Regions from separate parts of the Sus scrofa genome. Here region 2 is linked to region 1. The links are chromatin contacts, called in public HiChIP or PLAC-seq maps. All regions are on one chromosome and are shown on one strand. Each heading gives the region's core, a stretch centred on a gene start, on an enhancer-like site or on the middle of the called end of the contact. The rest is flanking DNA. Distances are from core to core; before and after follow the strand shown. Region 1 overlaps CSPG4 (chondroitin sulfate proteoglycan 4). Region 2 overlaps PPCDC (phosphopantothenoylcysteine decarboxylase).

Region 1 (3,192 bases), core at 253-2,752:
CACACAAAAAAAGAAAAAACTTCTTGACTTCACTGTCCTACACCACAGCCACAGCAATGTGGGACCCAAGCCACATCTGCAACCTACCCCACAGCTCACGGCAACACCAGATCCTTAACCCACTGAGCGAGGCCAGTGATCAAACCCTCAACCTCATGGTTCCTAGTCGGATTCGTTAACCACTGAGCCAGGACGGGAACTCCTTTCTTCTTCTTTTTTGGCTGAATTTGAGGCATGCAAAAGTTCCTGGGCCAGAGGTCAAGTTCCCACCATTGCAGGGACCGGAGCCCCAGTAGTGACAATGCTGGATCCTTAACCTGCTAAGCCACCAGGGAACTCTTTTTTTTGCTCTTCTTTGCAGCAGAGTCCAAAAAGAATAGTCTACACTCTTCCCCATGCCATTCTGAGTGCACTCCACCCAGGCTTCTGCTCCTATGGCTGCCAAGGGCACAATGGCCTCTGGGTTGCTGGACCCAGTGGTCTATTCCCAGGCCTCCTTTCACTCATCCGCTCAGCGGCATTCTACCCAATCGAGCGTTCCTTCCTTGAGCGCACCTGGTGGCTTCCAAGAGGTTCTGCTCTCTTAGTCTCCCTCCGACCTCACTAGTTGCCTTTTCACAGACTCTTGCTGGTCCTGCCCCTTCTCCTCAATGTCTGTGGCTTGGCCTTGAGACTCTAGCTACAGGCACTGCTCACGGGCTCTCAGTGGGCCTCACATCCTCCAATGCCAGCCACGAGATGACCCCTTTATTTGTATCTGCAGCCCGGCTGTGCTCTCCCAAACTCCAGGCTCATGACCACCTGCTTCTCGGGCAGCTCCGTGGGGATGTCTGAGGGATGTCTCAAACTCAGTATGTCCCAGATGATCCCTGACCTGCCCCACCGCTCCCAGGTTCCCACTGCAGAGGGCACAGCTCTGTTCTTCCAGTGGTTCAAGCCCCAAGCTCTTGAGTCACCACTGATTCCTCTCCTCCTCTCACATACCATCATTTCTGGCCCGGATTATTCCCCAAACCTCCTGCGTCCTGGCTTTGGCCCCTGCTCCACCCCCTCTACAGTTTGTTCTTGACACAGATGTCAGAGTGAACTTTCATTTTATTATTATTTTTTAGGGCCGCACATGCAGCATGTGGAGGCTCCCAGGCTAGGGGTCGAATCAGAACTATAGCTGCTGGCCTACACCACAGCCACAGCAATGCTGGATCTGAGCCGTGTCTGCCACCTACATCACAGCTCACGGCAGTGCTGGATCCTTAACCCACTGAGAGAAGCCAGGAATCGAACCTGCCTCCTCACAGATGCTAGTCAGATTTGTTTCCACCGAGCCATGAAGGGAACTCCCAGAGTGAAGCTTTAACCATGTAAATAAGGCTATGTCACTCTCGCTCAGACAGTACAAGGGCTCATTTGGCCTCAAAGACCCTGTGTGACCCTGTTACCCGTGACCTCCCGTCCTCCCACGCCTCCCACGGCAACTCCACTCCAGCCACACCCGCTGTGCTCCAGGGCCATCTGCCTGTTAAACACTAAGGCATAGTCTCCACTTCCCTCAAGCAATCCGTTCCCTCCCCCTTCTAATCCCAACGTGTCTTCTTGGCTTATCTTTTGTTTTCCCCTTTCGGGAGACACAGGGAACTATTTTCCTTCTCTCAGAAAAACAGGACTTGTGCAATAGAGAGAGGGAAACTGACTGGGATCACAGCGTGCGGGAGATTCTAGGAGCAGGGGGGCTGTGAACTGGGGAGCCTTGCCTGGTTGAGACGGGAGCAGAGCCAGTCAAAGGGACAGCTGCTCTTCAGTTGATGGCCGGAAGAGGGAACACAGGTCTTATAAGAAACTGGAAATCAGGGCCTGTGTGTGTGTGTGTGTGTGTGTGTGTGTGTGTGTGTAATCCCCCAAAGGTTATATCTTGACCACTAATTTAAAAATATTAAAGGCATGTGCAGGCCAAGTAAAACACATCTGTGGGCCAGCTGTGGCCTGCAAGGACTACCAGCTGTAACCTCTGGCCCAGGCCAATGGGTGGGTGGGGAGGAAATGGAGACCCTTAGGGGTGGGGGTGGGAAGTTGGATGTCTGGGTACAGGAGCTCCTTGTGGGTGGGGGTGACTGGCTTGGGATGAGGCAAGTCACAGGTGAGGTGGGAAGGCTTCCTGAGCTCTGGAAACCAGCAGTGTTCTTTGGTGAAAGAAATCTTGGGCCAGCAGTCTGAAGGCACAGTCCTGGTTTTGCTTCTTACTAGCCATGGACTTGGAATGAAGTCACCTGACCTCTCTCTGTGAGCCTCAGTTTCCTCATCTGTAAAGTGGGAAAAGCTGATCTCTGCCCCACCCAACTCAGAGGATGGAGGGACAGTGGCGCTGTCAGTCCTGCCTGCCCCCTTCACCCAGTCCTGCCCTCCTCCCAGCTTCCCTGGGTGGCCCTGCCAGCCAGACCCCCTAGGGGCCATTCATTCTAGAACTTGGATTGCTGGGGTGTGAGGGAAGCAGAGCAGGTCCAGGAGGGGACTTCCTCCTCCTTCCTGGGCATCCAGTGACAAAGGCTCCCAGGGATTCAGGGTGCACAGCTGCTACAGCCTCCAGCCTGCTGAATATTTCATTGTGGGGAGGAGCAGAAAGGGGGCCATAGCAGAAGCTGGGAGAACAGAGAACCCAGGCCTGGGGAATATTGATGCGAGAGGACTGAGAGACTCTTCCTGCCCTTGTTAAGGTGACTTCCTTCCCCGATGCCTGAAAGTTCCATACTGCCCTGCCCTGGGGAGAACCAGGGCTGCCCTAGAATGCTTGCACCTTTTGCACTTAGAAGGGACCTTAATTTAAGTGATGGCTGTTGGCCCCACTGGTACAGCATAGAGGGCTCTGTGATCCCAGCAGCGTATCGGTCTGACCCTTCCTGTGGCTCAATTCTGGTTTTCACTGATGGCCTCTGGCGTGCAGTGGGACAGCTGTGTCCTGAAGCTGCTGTGATGGATGGATGGATGGATGGCAGCTTTGCTCCTAACTCACCTACTCAGCTGCCTTCTGCCCACTCATCTGCTTTCAGGACCCATTCTGCTTCTTGCTGCTCTTGACCTGAGCCCCAGGCTTACACCTCTGTTCACCAGCCCAGCAGCTGCCTTCATCCCAAACTCTATCCCCTTGAACCAAGCACTGCCCCCATCAGCCATTGGGGTATCTAGTGTCCCCCATGCAGA
Region 2 (3,308 bases), core at 485-2,984, 560 kb before region 1:
TATCCTCCCTCCTTTTATGACACGGCTGTCCTGTTAGTCAGAAGGCACTGGAGCCTTAGGGGCTCCCTGTTGCCTGCAGCTCTGGTTTTAGACTCTGTTTAGAGATGCCCAGGGGTCACAACAGTATGTTGGGGTGGAGGGTTTAGCCCTCTGCCCTTGGTCAGATCACCTCAGCTTTGACTGGTTTTATATATTGGGGTTCTGGGGCAGATTCTTTTTGTGGGAGAAGTTCAAGGCTTTAAACAGTGTGAAAGCCAGCAGGTGTGAATCCTTCTCTCTCATCTGGTATCCTAGGCCCTTCGACTATCACTCTCCCACTGCCCCACGTTCCATCCCGAGGGCCTTTGCTCTGGCCCAGCCCTTGCCAGGCTGTGCCGCCCTCCCTATTCCTTTCTGCCTTTTCAAATTCTCCGCAAACACTTCACACAAAAGCCAGGATTCCTGCCTGCCACAGCCCATGTGGTTTTGCTCCCTTCTCCTTTTTTTTTTTTTTTTTTAAATTTTTTAAATTTTATGGCCATACCTGTGGCATATGGAAGTTCCTGGGCCAGGAACTGAATTCAAGCCACAGCTGTGACCTGTGTGGCAGCTGTGGTAACACTGGATCCTTTGACCCACTGTGTGGGGCTGGGGATTGAACCCGAACCTCTGCAGCAACCTGAGACACTGCAGTGGGCTTCTTTTTTTTTTTTTTTTTAATTTTTGTTGTTGTTGTTGCTATTTCTTGGGCCACTCCCCCGGCATATGGAGGTTCCCAGGCCAGGGGTTGAATTGGAGCTGTAGCCACCGGCCTACGCCAGAGCCACAGCAACGTGGGATCTGAGCCGTGTCTGCAACCTACACCACAGCTCACGGCAACGCTGGATCCTTAACCCACTGAGAAAGGGCAGGGACCGAACCTGCAACCTCATGGTTCCTAGTCGGATTCGTTAACCACTGCGCCACGACGGGAACTCCCTGCAGTGGGCTTCTTAATGCACTGTGCCACGGCAGGAACTCCTGTTCCCTTCCTTTTGATGTGTTTGTGGGAGAAGGTGAGTGCCACGTCTTACTACCCCACCATCTTGATCCAGCTCCCCTGCTGCTCCCTTCCTTTTAAAACTCATTTGATGTATTAAAGAAAAACTAGAAGTGGTAAAAACAGATTTTATTCAGAAAAACTACTGCAATAAGGCAAAAGAGGCCTCAGTTTAGAACTGGGTTTAAAAAAAGAATAAACAATCAAACAAAAAGATTTTTTTAAAAAATAAGAAAAAAAGTAAAATTGAAAAAAATAGAACTGGGTTTAATTTTGAATACAAGAAAAGGTTGAGACATATAGCCAAGGGTGTTAAGCTGATGTGCTTTTTCCTTGCTTGTATCTGCGCCGCGTGTAGCTCAGATGGGTGTACTAGAGTGTCCAGCAGGGGGCAGTGCTCACTTGCAAATGACCATGTCAGGGTTTTTTCTTTTTTCTTTTTTTTTTTCTTTTAAACTTTCCACTAACTTCTATCCAGAAAGTCACCCCCTCACCCCACCCTCCATGCTGGGATGATCAGTGAAGCAGGCAGCCAGGGATGCCAGTCAGGCCAGAAGCAGGAAGGGAGGAGAGTGTTGTGGCTGCTCTGAGGCTGGGCACTGGCGCTTCTGGGGCAATAACCTCTTTGGCCTGCCCCCTCCTCGTGTTCTCAGAACCAATGGTAGGAGCTGGCTAGCTAGAGCCTTCAGGGCAGGAGGCCTGAAAGGGGTGGCTGCAGCCACAGCCTCTGCCACCACCCCCTGGGGAGGGAGGGAGCCGCACAGTTCCCTTTTCCCATAGCCCCAGAACAAGTGAATTTCCGGACTGGGGGTGGGTGGGGGCAGGGAGTCCTATCCCAGGAAACAGATGGGCAGCCTCAGAGCTGAGGGAAATGGCAACTCCACCGCTTCCTGCCATCCCACACAGCTGGCGTTTATAGGGGTGTGAGGAGAGGGTTGCCTGAAGCAGGGAGGCTCTCCAGCCCACCCTAGGCCTTTTAGCCCAGCCACTGCCGCTGCTGCTGCCGCTGCCGCCACTGCTGGGAGACAGGCCCTGTCTGGAACAGGACTTGGCTCCCTCTCTGGCTGGAGTTGAAGCTGAAAGTCAGGCGGACAGAAGGACAGTGACCTGGGAGGGAGGACTTTCTGACTTAGCCTCCGGGAGCCTGTCTTTCTCATTTGAAAATAAAGATGATGACTGCCACCCATCCCTTCAGGCTGTTGTCAGGGCTGGGGGAGGGGAACACAGATGAAACAGTTTGTCATCTGGTGCCAAGGACTAGGCGTAGCTCCTAGCACGCGGAAGCACTTAACAGTGTTTGTTTCCTGTCCTTCACCCTCTCCTTTCCACTGTTGTCGTGTCCTTTGGGGCGGCCACATGTAGTGTGTGGTGTTGGGGTTGGTGAGATGGCCCATGTGGAAAGAGCTGTGGGAGCCACTGTCCATCTGCTTATGTGGAGGGGCCCACTTCCCTCTCATCCTGTGGATGGGCAGCTCTCCAGAGAGCCTAGATTTGCTTAGTAGGGTCCTTGTGAGGTGTTGGTAACCAGAGGGGAGGATCCCTGCGTGCCTTGTGTTGGCCCCAAGGCGGTGGCCTTCCCCCCGCCGCCCCCCACTTCCTCACACTCCCTGATGGTACCATCTCCCTAGAGCCCTCCTGGGTCTTCCCCGCCCCACCCAGGAGTTGCCTTTGTCCCTTGGAATGGTCCTTCTCAGCTCTTTGACTAAGGCATGCGTGAGGCTTTCCTGAGCTCCCTTAGGGATCCCTAGATTTTGACTAGCAAATGAGCAGCTGGGGTGTGGGTGGCAGGGAGCTGGGTGATTCTGCAGACCTGGCTGAGAACCACTCCTGTTCACCAGTGTGTTCAGGCTTCCCAGGAGGACCACTGACCTGGAGCCAGACCAGGGAGACTGTGAGGAGGTGATGGGGAGGGGCGGATTTGGTCTTCTACCTCACACACCAGCAGGTGGGGAGGGCGGCCACCAGCAAAGAAGCTTTGGAGCCTTTATTTGAGCTTGACGAGCTGGACCAGCCTGCCCTCAAACGAGGCTGCTGGGCATAGCAGGATTTCTCACCCTGGGACTCTGGGCAAGTCAGGTCTTTTTTATGGCCTGCAATAAAGCAGGGACTGGGTACTCAAATGATATATCTCCAAGGTCTCTTCCATCTTGAGTGGTGGAAGATCTTAGATGTGAAGACAAAAAGGACCAGGACTCGAAGGCAGCCTGAGAGAAGGTCCTGGGGTGCAAGAGCTGTGGCTGTTTTGCCGTCCTGCCATTGTCATGTAATTGGGTGACCCTTAACGGCTGAG

Evidence for each region. HiChIP or PLAC-seq counts read pairs in DNA pulled down with a chosen protein or histone mark.
Region 2: a contact with region 1 is called in an H3K27ac HiChIP or PLAC-seq map of alveolar macrophages. The contact joins two enhancer-like sites. A contact is called at or near these places in 6 of 47 Hi-C or Micro-C datasets (embryonic fibroblasts, epiblast stem cells, fetal skeletal muscle and 3 more) and 2 of 2 datasets of contacts at active chromatin or transcription factors (alveolar macrophages and skeletal muscle).

The regions. Positions count from the first base shown.
Region 1 is chr7:57,981,196-57,984,387 of Sscrofa11.1, reverse strand. The region is part of intron 8 of CSPG4 (chondroitin sulfate proteoglycan 4); the gene reads right to left. Among named protein-coding and RNA genes, the nearest start is that of SNX33, 33 kb to the left of the region's middle. Within about 2 kb of position 1,502, at least 5 of the 83 cell types and tissues checked have an H3K27ac peak or open chromatin away from gene starts, as enhancers often do. A contact at or near this core is called in alveolar macrophages, where this site is marked.
Region 2 is chr7:58,540,982-58,544,289 of Sscrofa11.1, reverse strand. All of the region lies in intron 2 of PPCDC (phosphopantothenoylcysteine decarboxylase), which reads left to right. Among named protein-coding and RNA genes, the nearest start is that of PPCDC, 6.7 kb to the left of the region's middle. Within about 2 kb of position 1,734, at least 42 of the 83 cell types and tissues checked have an H3K27ac peak or open chromatin away from gene starts, as enhancers often do. A contact at or near this core is called in alveolar macrophages, where this site is marked.